2 separate regions of the Rattus norvegicus genome follow, and region 2 is linked to region 1. Evidence: chromatin contacts called from public Hi-C data. All regions are on one chromosome and are shown on one strand. The core of a region is the stretch at or near the end of the contact, and the rest is flanking DNA. Distances in the headings are between cores, read along the strand shown. Region 1 holds the start of Uqcc6 (ubiquinol-cytochrome c reductase complex assembly factor 6). Region 2 overlaps Ttc41 (tetratricopeptide repeat domain 41).

Evidence for each region. A called contact is a pair of places that touch in the nucleus more often than the background predicts.
Region 2: a Hi-C map of liver shows a contact between it and region 1, with 2.9 times the contacts expected there. The contact joins the enhancer-like site here to the promoter of Uqcc6 in region 1. A contact is called at or near these places in 4 of 12 Hi-C or Micro-C datasets (hepatocytes, kidney and liver).

What each region holds. Positions count from the first base shown.
Region 1 is chr7:22,989,541-22,995,470 of GRCr8, reverse strand. It overlaps Uqcc6 (ubiquinol-cytochrome c reductase complex assembly factor 6), which reads right to left and starts at 2,898. Exons shown (of 3, transcript NM_001135566.1): 1 at 2,859-2,898; 2 at 2,482-2,598. The coding sequence starts at 2,589. It also overlaps a transcript of Tdg not described here.
Region 2 is chr7:23,034,588-23,040,517 of GRCr8, reverse strand. Ttc41 (tetratricopeptide repeat domain 41) reads right to left here. Exons shown (of 15, transcript NM_001170605.1): 4 at 1,258-1,418; 5 at 1-367. Among named protein-coding and RNA genes, the nearest start is that of Ttc41, 18 kb to the right of the region's middle. Within about 2 kb of position 2,822, at least 44 of the 93 cell types and tissues checked have an H3K27ac peak or open chromatin away from gene starts, as enhancers often do. A contact at or near this core is called in liver, where this site is marked.

The DNA.
Region 1 (5,930 bases), core at 1,649-4,148:
AAAAAAAAACAAACAAAAGCCAAAAAACAGATGCCACCACATTCCGAGACAACCGTTCAATGTGTAAAAAGCTGTTAAAAGCTTTAGAAAGAACAAAAGCCTCATACACGCTCCTCAACAACAGACCATTATTACGTGGACTCCTGGTTGATGTCGATTTCTTGCTGTCTGAATATATCATCCTGCAAATCTTGAGTCCTACTGGATTCATAGGGATAAATCCAATTGATTCACAATTGTGAGTAATTTCAAATGAAAATCCATCATTTGGAAATCTATTCCCGCACTATTTGCTCCTCTCTACCATGCACCAGGCCTGGGAATTAACTATTAGTAGTTAATGCACTCAAAAGACAGGAAGTGGCCATCAGGTGATACGCATAGTCATGAGAAACACACACAATTCTGCGTTTCAGGAAGGCAGAAGGAAATGGGTGCAGCACGTGTGTGGCTGAGTCCCAGCACCACCAAGGAGAAGGAAAAAAAAATGGTTCTCAGTATAATTAGAACTGTGAGTCTATCACAAAATTACAAAAATTTTTTATGCTTAAAAAGAAACTCCTATTCCATTCCCAAACAGTTCCTGCAAGCCAATTCTGTCCACATACATTTGACCAGCATATATCATGTGGTCTTTTGAGACTCAATCCTTTCCTGTAGTGTTTGCAAGGTTCACTCATGTAGGATCACTGAATAATATTCCCCTATATAGATGTACCATGTTTTCTATAGGTATTCAGGTATCTGGATTGTTCCCACCTATGAACATGTACTGAATCAAACAAGTAAGTATGACAGATGTCTTGGTATTTGTTGGGTAAAAACCTACACTGGGAAATTGCTGGAACATATATGCTGTTTGAGGAACTAGCCGATTAGTTACATAACAAAGCAGCTTCGTGACATTATATTCCCCGGGGATAGCTCTCGAAGGTTCCAATTTCTCCTTGTCCTTGACAACTGTTCTTCTATGGCCATCAGAGTAAGTGGTTCTGACTGCAGACTGCACTTCATGGTTGTTAGATGGTGAGCACCTCTGCTCAGGCTTTTGGCTCAGGTCACTTCAGAACACAGATGAGGAGGATGAGGACACAGTCTTGCAGACGTCTAGGAGTGTTTTGGGCTAATAGGATCCCAAGGGCAGAGGATCTGACCACAGACTGTGCCTTCGTATTCAAGGAAAAGCATCAGTACATCTGACCGTGTTCAGCAGGTTAGAAAGCTAGTTGGTGGGCGGTAGAGGGGACATAAGGAGTCCGTGGCTTTGCTCTGGAAGCAGGAAGATCCTGGTGAGTTTTGAGGAGAATGACATGGCCTGACTCCAGGATAGAAAAAAACAAACAAACAAACAAATAACAACCAAAAAAAAAAAAAAACAGCAATGGAAGCTGTGTTGAGAAGTTTCAGGAAAAGCGGGAGTGGAGGGCAGAAGATGGGCAGGAAGCTATTGTCTTAACTGAAGAGATAAACTGACAGTGGCTTGGCTAGCGAAGGCATAAGTGTGGGGAGCATATGTGGATGTACTTTCCTTCCATATTCACCCAGTAATATTTGTTGAGGCATGCAGTAAGAGGTGAATTAGGATGACTTCTGGGGCTCGGTCTAGATAACTAAAAGAACACAGTTGTCTCTTTTGCTATCCTAGTGAGTTATGCTGGACAACTGAAACAAAACACCTTAGCAGTTTTCCCCTAAAGCAGTACTGAGTACCAACTTTGGGCAGCCACCACGGTCTCCTCTGCTCTCTTTCTAAAATTTTCAGTTATAATAGTGGTGGCTGGAATAATTCCAAAAGACAAGGCAGGTAAAGGACATAAATCCCTTAAATCGGAGGAAACCATACAACATCCTATAGCAGCCTTGGTCTCTTAGTCTACCAGTAAAGATGCTCTACTGCCAATATTACCACCTAACCAGACGGACCCTTAGTACCGCTCATTTTAGAAACCGTGGGTTTGTGTTGCTTTCTCCCCAAATACAGGTAGCTGCTGGTAACAACCCTTGCACATCTCCAATAGTAATGAGATGAATCAAGTCAACTTCACAGGATCAAATTCTAGGCATTATTTCTTCGGTAAAAGACCTGAGGATAACTACTCCTGCACAAACGAAACACAAAACTGCATTTCCAAGGGACGTTCATGCCACTTTCTGTCATAGTAAGTTTCTTGATACTTCAGTGTGGGGTGCGTGTGTGTGTGTGTGTGTGTGTGTGTGTGTGTGTGTGTGTGTGTGTGTGTGTGTATCCCCGACTCCCGCGTCGGGGTTTCTCTATGTAGCCCCGGATGCCCCTGAAGTCGCTCTGTAGACTAGGCTGGCTCACCATAACTAGTAGACATAGTCTTGAGTGTTAAGAGGAAGCTGCTGCAGCACTAGTTATCCAAACACTGGGAACAACCTAAATGTCAAGAGGAACTAAGCAAATTGGACAGAACGCTGGGGTGTCACTTCTAGGGTGGGCATGAACCCCACAGCACTCACCAGGTCAGGCCGGTAGTACCAGTGCACCACCTGGGCTCCGGCGCACATGGCCAGGAGGCTGGAGGAGAGCATTTTCAAGTAGACCGACCAGGGCACGCCCCCGGGCATGGTGGAGAACTGGCAGAGACGGAAAGGGCACAGCGTTAGAGGGCAGGGTAGCTTTCAGACAGCCTGACCACTGAGGCACCAGGGTGCTAGAGGAAGCGGAGTCGCAATGCTGCTTCGGGTGCCCGGGCAACCTCCTTCCCCGCTACCGGCGAGCTGAGGGCCCGCTAGGTGCAGCCAGCGCCCGCCGAGCAGGGGAAGGTGGACTCGGTGGTTCCTTGCTCCCTCAGCCCCTCGCTCCTGCCCACGACTATGCGCATGGGAGACTGTACCGCGGAGTGCACACGCGCAGGGCGACCGGCCACAGGGTTCCTCCAGAGTTGAAGCGGACCGCCAGCGGATAGGAACCAATGTACAGGATCCCGCGCAGCGACGGAACGGAAAGTGAGGGCAACGGGCACGCATGCGCACTCGAATGGTTCTGACGAAAGTGGGTCACTGGACTCACCCCTACCCCCCCTGGGTTTTTTGTCTTGTTTGACCGTTTCCACACCTTAGCCAGCCTGGGATCCCCGCTCCTGGACACTGTCCCAATCCTGCGTTTGCCTCTCCTGGCCTTTGTGGTGTTTACGGCATCGTTTGTCCTTTCGCACAAAGAAAACCGGCACGTGTGCCAAGTGGCTAGGAAGAGGCGGGGTTTCGCTTGCACGCTCGACGGGGACATCATACAACACCCCTTTTTTTTCCCTCGGAGCTGAGGACCGAACCCAGGGCCTTGCGCTTGCTAGGCAAGCGCTCTACCACTGAGCTAAATCCCCAACCCCCCACAACACCCTTTCTTAACCTGTAAATCATGAGACCTTTGGAAGGACTCACCTTTTTCTGGGGTCGTGTATCAGATTTCCTGTATATCATATTTACAATTCATAATAGTAGCAAAATTACAGTTAAAAAGTAGCAACAGAATAAATTTTATTGTTGGGGCTCATCACAGCTAGAGGGTATTCAAATAAATTAAAAATCCTGAGGGTGTGGCAGAGTGGCAGCATTAGGAAGGTTGAGAACCATTGCTCTAGAGAGAGCGGCTCAATCTTTATCCTCCCAGTTCCTGAGGTTCTTTGATACTTTACACAGAGTCACACCAAGGTACAGTACCTTTGGGTCACAATTTTACTGGAAAAGAAACATCCAATCTCATTACTTAATCTGTGAGTGTTTTTTAAAAATCATGCTTTGAGTGTACGTTTATGTTGGCAAACTGCAAGAATTCTGATGCATTAAGATGGTATCCTGCAACAGGAGTCATCATAATGATTTTTTAAACTCTGGGCCCAAAATTGCTCAGGGACTGAGGGGGGTTTGTCACTAAACTTGACGACACGATTTTGTTCCCCCAGCCCTATGTGATGAAAGTAGAAAGACAGCTCTGTAAATTCTTTTCTTGCGCGCATGCGTGCATGCACAGGCGCGCGCGCGCGCACGCGCACGCGCACACACACACACACACACACACACACACACACACATCTTTTCTTTTCTTTTTCTTTCTCTCTTTCTTTCTTTCTTTTTTTTTTTTTCTCAGAGCTGGGGACCGAACCCAGGGCCTAGCAAGCGCTCTACCACTGAGCTAAATCCCCAACCCCCACACATCTTTTCTTTAACTTCATGATACCACATCTACATCTGGAAGACTATTCTCACAACTGAGGCAATCAACATTATCCCCAAGTTGTTCTCTGTGACAGTTCATGTGTGCGCACGTGTGCTTTAGAAGTCAGAGAACAACTTCGGGAGCATCACACCTCAGGCACTGTCCATACCTCTCTGTTTTCCTTTCCTTTCTTTTCTAGACTGGGATGTCTCACTGACCTGGAGCTCCCAAAATAGGATATTGAGCTGCCCAGTGAACGCAAGAGATAGGCTTGTCTCTGTTTCACTAGCGCAGAGGTTACAGCCTACCCTCCAGCTTCCTGTCTCAGAAATAAATATGTAAAGTAGACGTAGTGGTTTAAATAGGTATGTAATGGCTCAGCTTTTTTTTTAAATTTTTTTTTAAGATTTATTTATTTATTATATGTGAGTACACTGTAGCTATCTTCAGACACACCAGAAGAGGGCATCAGATTCCATTACAGATGGTTGTGAGCCACCATGTGGTTGCTGGGAGTTGAACTCAAGACCTCTGGAAGAGCAGTCCGTGCTCTTAACCGCTGAGCCATCTCTCCAGCCCATGGCTCAGCTTTTTTTTTTTTTTTTGGTTCTTTTTTTCGGAGCTGGGGACCGAACCCAGGGCCTTGCGCTTCCTAGGTAAGCGCTCTACCACTGAGCTAAATCCCCAGCCCCATGGCTCAGCTTTTAAGAGTGGGTAGAGCTCTTGCGGAAAACTAGAAGGACCTTGGCAACAGTCACTCAGACAGCTCACAAGCATCACTAGCTCCAAACTAGATCCCACAGGCACCTGTTCTCACGTGCATGGACCCACACATTCCCACATGCGTGTAATTAAATTTTTTAATTTTTTAAAGATTTATTTATTTATTATTATATATGAGTACACTGTAGCTGTCTTCAGATACACCAGAAGAGGGCATCGGATCCCATTACAGATGGTTGTAAGCCACCATGTGGTTGCTGGGAATTGAACTCAGGACCTCTGGAAAAGCAGTCAGTGCTCTTAACCGCTGAGCCATCTCTCCAGCCCTTAAATTTTTTTAAAATATTTTTCAAAAAGGCATGGTGGCACACACCTTTAATTCCAGAACTAGGGAAGCAGGGGTAGGGAGATCTCAGTAAGCTGGAGGCCAGTCTGGTCTGCGTAGCAAATTCCTGGACAACCAAGAGACTGCTGTGGATTTGAATAGGCATGGCCCCCATAGACTCCAGTGTTGGAATACTTGACCCAGGGGAGTGGCACTATTAAGTGTGTGGACTTACTGGAGTAGGTGCGGCCTTGTTGGAGGAAGTGTGTCACTGGGCTTTGAGGTGTCAGATGTTCCAGCCAGGATCACTCTCTCACTCTCTTCCTGCTGGCTGCCGATCAGATGTAGAACTCTCTACAACACATGCATAACTCCTGTGTGTCCCAGTGCTTCCTGCCATGATGAAGGACTAAACCTCTGTAAGCCTAAATGTTTCCTTATAAGAGTCGCCATGGTTACAGTGTCTCCTCACAGCTACAGAAACCCTAAGACAGTAAGTAGATAAAACTAAGTTGCAGAACAACTGAGAAGCAGTCTCTGACTTCCACACGGGTACACACCCAAACAGACACACGCGTTTTAACATACAAATTAGAATGCATTAGAATACTTCCAATTGGCCTTGAGCATGGAGTGAGCCTCCTGCCTCATCCTCTCAACTGCTGGGCTTGTAAGAATGTACCACATCCACTGTTCTGGATACTT
Region 2 (5,930 bases), core at 1,573-4,072, 45 kb before region 1:
TCAGGATCAGCTCCCAGAGCTCCTGCACAGAGGCAACCTCCAAGTACTCCCTCAGACACTGGAACTCGTTGCGGTAGATTCTGCACTCCTGCAGCTCGCTGGCGATGAGCGTGAGCTTCAGAGGGTTCAGGTTTGGTTTCTTCCGCAAAATGGGCTTGCTCTGCCCAAAGCGTTCTTGGTCGGGAGCTGAAAGGTGCTGCCTGAAGATGCTGAACTTTGTGTCCTCGTCCCCCAGGCTGTTGAGCTCCACGGTCTTCACGTCAGGGCGGGCACACAGCGACTTGCAGGACAGACTGGAGGAGACGCTGCTCAGAATGAATTTACAGTGAGGAGGGAGCGAGCGCGGCAGCCAGGAGAAATCTTTCGCCTATCGGAGACATTGGAAAACTTCAAAGACCTTAAATTTTCTTTTAGAGTCCATGAGCAATTGTATGCGAGTACAGAGAGGGTAACTTGAATAGGGTAGTTTAAAAAAAAATCACACAGAATGAACCACATTTGACTGACTCATCTGTTATGAATCTTAATAGTACAAATCCGGACTCTCCCTTCTGAAGAATAACCTACAGTAATAATCAGGGGAAAAAATCTAGTAAAAGGCAATTTGGACCACTTAATAAAATAAGAAGGCCTTGCATTATATACTAAGGAATTGTTACTTTTTGCAGCAAAACTGTCACGGTATACCTAATATGATATTTTCTTGATCATTTACAAATTTTTATGATGTTTCCATTTATGTATTTTGTGTGCACATATGTGTGTGCAGGCAGGTGTCATGGGATAACTTTGGGAATGGGTTCTTTCCTACGATGTGGATCCTGGGCACTGGACTTGGGTTGTCAGCCATGGCAGTAAGCACCCTTACCACTGAGCCATCCCACTGGCCCTCTTTGTCTGGGTTCTGATCCTACCTTTTAATTATCTTTGGATCTCAGATAACACCTAGATAGCCTAACCTTTCTCTGCCCTCTGTCCAAGCAAGGATGATGAGTAGTCTCTTCTTGAATGGCTGTGTGCATTCTAGACCTTTGATTCTGGGCCAAAAAGAACATGTTGATACGTTTAAAGCTCCTAACATGGAGCCAAGCCCATTGTGAATGGCACGTAAGTATTTGTCTAATAAAGCATAAAGCCATAGTTAAAATCAATGACAGACATACCTAGAAACACAACACAGTAGAAATGTATTATACACGCCCTAAATAATGGACTCTTCCTTTTTAAAAAGTAAATGTTATTTTTAAAAGATGTTACCTTCTGACCTGAAATCCCATAAATACCGACCAGCTCTTCGATCCCATCTAATACAAGGATGCACGGCTTTAGGCTGATAGCGGCCATGAACACTTCTATGAGAAGCGAAAAGACCAAGACATTCGAGTCTTCATTGAGGAAATCCATTTCAAGCTGGGGACCTACGATACAGAAGTTTCAGGTTAGGTGGGAACCTTCCCATCGTTGCTCATGTGTGCTGATGGCTGGGGAGGCAGAGAGGTTGGGGAACGAGTGCCAGCCACTCCAGCTGTGTGGCTGACACAGGCACATGCTGGGCTGGCTTCCTCAAGACACGCAGGCCAAAGTAGTGATGGTATCTGTCACCAGATGTCTCCGATACATTTTCAGGATTTCGTATAAAAATGCTATGTGTGGTATTTGTGCAGGCTTCGTATGTGTACACACATGTGTGGGAGAGGGGCGGGGTAAATGTCTGGTCGTCTCAATTCTCCTCCCCACCTAAGTCTTTGAGGCAGGGTCTCTCTGAATCTGGAACTCACAAATGCTGCTACACAAACTGACCAGTGAGCTCCCGGGATTCTCCTGTCTCCACATCCCCAGCAGTCCAAAGACTATGGAGGGTTGTTTTTGGTTTTTGTTTTTTTTTTAAGATTGATTGATTAATTGATTGATTGTATGAGTGCTCTATCTGCATGTGTGCCTGCACACCAGAAGAGGGCATCAGATCCCAGGTGGTTGTGAGCCACCACGTGGTTGCTGGAAACTGAACTCAGGACCTCTGGAAGAGCAGCTCGGGCTCTCATCACTGGGCCATCCCTCCAGCCCAGGCTATGAGAGTTTTATGCAAAATCATCACAAAGAAGAAAAGCACCAAGCAAAAGACAGTCTAGTGAGCATAGCTATTTTTCCTTAAGATGATGCTCAAGAAAATGATAACATGATGGTACTGGAAAATGATCCTAAAGATCTCCCTTTGTTTGATAAGAGCCAATCCATCTCCATTAAAGGCCTGCTGTCTGACTTAAATGTTAACATCTCAAATGTTTAAATCCCCCACTTAATGACTCACCAAAAGGCAGACATAGCTCTCTCTGTGTGTGCATGCTCTTGTGTGTGGTCATGTAGGTAGAGAGCGTCATTCAACACAAGATTTATTGGAAATCCTCTATGCCTGTTCCAGTCACCGGGTTTATCAATAACCAATAAAATAGGCATACTCTCTGAACTTACAGGGCTTTCGGGGGAAGACAAGCATTAAAACACACAGTACTGGGAGACCACACAGGGTAAGCTCACAGTACTCAGAGGGAGCTATCCACATGAAGCAACACACACACACACACACACACACACACACACACACACACACTCACGAGGGCTGGGGCTACACAGGCTGTCAGTCAGTCTTACAGTCTTACAGAGGGGTGGCCCATGAATGACAAGTATTTCACCACCAGAGAAAATGGAGGGAAGGGACCTGAGGTGATGGGTCTACTCCAGAGAAACCAAATACATGGAGCCAAGGACAAAAGTCAGGCTAGGAAGTGATTTTGGCCCAGGACACAAGGCCTGGCAGGTCCTTCTGAGGCTTTCTGCCCATTTCACATCACCAACTCAAAGGTAGGTTCTCTTGTGAGCCAATGTTGGGTGAGGACCAAGAAGGAAATCTTCCAAAAGGCTGAGAGAGGTTCCTCTTTTTTTTTTTTTTTTTTTTTTTTTTCCTTTTTTTTTGCCTCTAGAAGGCTACATAGCTTAGTATTGAGGACAAAGAGCTTCAGAGTCAACAGAAGCCAGGGTTTAGACTCTCTACTCTACCAGTAGTGCCAATGGTGGCCCTGGCAGTCTGGATGTCAGGGTGCCAAGGCTGGTCAAGGCCTGGAACAGGAGCTGAAGAAGCCCTTAACCGGATGCCTGGTGCTCAGGGAGCCTACAGTCTGGAGAACTCGCCTTGTAGGAGTGCCATCCAGTTCTAGGGAACCGTGGAGAGGAGAGAACTGCATCAAAAGAAAACTTGACTCTACAAAGCATGTCTCAGAAGTCAGGAGAGTCCGACAGTGGCAGTTCTCCAACATAACGCTTTGTCCTGGAAGGGATATGTCGCGTGTGGTATTTGGTGTCAAAGAGCGGAAGGGCCCCTGCTACTCGCACCTCACGGAGAAATGCTTGCAGATGCAGAGAACAGAGGTCGGCCACAGAAAAATGGGCCGCAGTTAGCTGAATCTGCACTGCGCAGCTGCACTCTCTCAGCGGCGGCTCTGCCTCCTGCACCCACTTCCACCTCATCCCGGAAGCCAGCTGCGCGCGGTGGTGGGGGCTGAAAATGTCCCGCACCATTTGGACCTAATTAGGCTGCAACAGCTACAAGGCAGACTCTTTTACTGCAGCCTTCCTTCTGCTTGGTGGTGAACCAGAGTGGGAGAGTCTTGTTTCCCTTACTAGTGCGCTGGCTGGTTTTGTTTTTCCCTCCAACTCGGAATGCTAATCCCCAAAGTAAATAACAACAGCAGCCAAAAAACATTAGCAGCCAGTACCAGCAGGTCCCGCCGTCAACTCTTGACAGCTTTATCTTTCCAATGGCCTTAGGGAGTATGTTTTACAGGTGGGGGGAGGGGCGGCATTAAAGAGCTTGAGTAAACTGATCAAGATCACCCAGCTAGTCAAAAGAAGAGCTGGAACTGCGGGCCAAGCCCAAAGCTTCTTTTCCTGATCCTCCACCGTGGATGAGGATTGGTGCTCGCCCGTTCAGTGGCGCCCGTGATTTATTGGCTTTCCTGGCTCCATCTCACTGCTGACAGGCTAAAAGGCTACTTGTTTGAAAGACAACAGCTTGTTTTTATTAGGAGCGCTCTGAACCCCTTTAAAATAACAACTCGCTTGGGGAATAAAATCATAATTGGGTGTGTTCGGCTGAGCTTACATCACCAGCTGCCTAGCCCAAGTGAACACCTTGGGGAACGAGCCAGAATAGGACTAGGAGGATGATGGGGACAGTCACACCTGCTTCTGCTCCTTTGGCCTGCTTTACGGACGCAGGGGGTGCAACCCAAGAGAACCCCAGCCATCCGCATTCTCCCCTGCCTGTTCACAGAAAGCCACCAGGAGGACAGAAAGAGACTCAAACACCCGGCCCTGCAGCATGTGAACTGTATGAACGTATCCAAAGTCACTGTGAGGCACCTCAGTCTTATGGGGACCTAGAAGCACATGCAGGTAGATTAGAAGAGGTGGACCATCACCGGCAGTCAGTCAGTCAGTCAGTCAGTCAGTCAGTCAGATGCATGCGAATGCCCATGTGTGCAGCAGGAGCACAGCAATGCTAAAGTTTGTCAGTGCTTTCTGGATGTCCGGACCCGCACTGACTGCCTTTGTCTTTTTTACTCTACCCTAGTCAATCTCTTAAATGCCCAAAGGTACTTTACGGGTTAAATCCACATTTTATAAATAGAAAACCATAGCTGGGTACGGCAGGCTGTGATCCCAGCACTTGGGAAGTAGAGACGGGCAGTCAAGGCCGTCCTTGACTCACAGAAAGATTGAGGCTGCCCAGAACTACAAGAGAATAGGTCTCAAAACAACAAACAAACAAACAAAACAGATAGGATCAAGCCACGGAGAGTTAAAACTTACCCAAGCAAACAAGCGTGAGCACAGATAAGAGAAAGAGAGAGAGAAGGAGAGAGAGAGACCACAATGTCAGGATTTTACAGGGAAGAGCTTCTGGAGGAAGAGCAGCCCAGCCTCCGCTAGAAAGTTCAGGGTTAGAGGCAAGGTATGCCAGGTAGAGACTGAGGGATGCTGGGAGAGCCTGCTGTGGTATATATGCACCTCAGTGCCTTCTCCTGAGGTCGGAAATCAAACACAGGTGACCAGTAAGTATTGGTGCAGGTTCTCAGGCTCCCAGGACAGCATGAAGCACAGTGCACACACCCCGTGACTGCCACCATTGCCTGCGCAACACATCTTGCATCTTAAACATCACACATCCGAAGTAGAACTCCTGACTTCCTCCAACCTGCCTGCTGCCCCACCAGTGCTGCCTGTCTCAGTCAACAACCCTCGCCTTCATTTAGATTCCTAAAGCCCAGGGATGGGAGTTACCCATCGTTCCCCCATTACCTGCAACCTACCTCCAATTCTTCTGCAAATTTCCCAACTGAACACGGCCCTTCTCCACTGCTATTGCCCTCCACCAACATGTCGATCGTCTTGCTCGGACCATTTCACTAGCCAACAGTAAGTGTCCCTCTCCATCTGCAAGCTCGCTCCCCTGTGTCCCTTCCCCACATGTCAGGTTGATTTGGAATCTAGTCATGTCACTCCTGTGCTCCAAACTCTACCCTGGCCTCTCGCTGCAGTCAGCAGACTCCACAACTGGTACTCTGTCCCCCAGAGCTCCTCCCATACATAGCAGCCCTGTCCACTCCCTGTTCTGTCCGATAGATTCCGCCATCTACCCATCCTTGTCTAACCACACTGGCCCTCTCTTCATTTCCAGCTCATCCCACTGTGTGTCCTGATCAGGAACTATAGTGTTCCTTTGGCTTTTCCCTTTGCCTAGAATGTGTTTCTGATTTCTATACGGTTAGGAGATGTCCCCCAAAAGACACCCAGAAAGATGTCCCCAAAGAGTGTAGCAGAGAAGGCTACTTCCCAACACCATCCCTTCCAAACCTGCCTGATACCTTATGTGG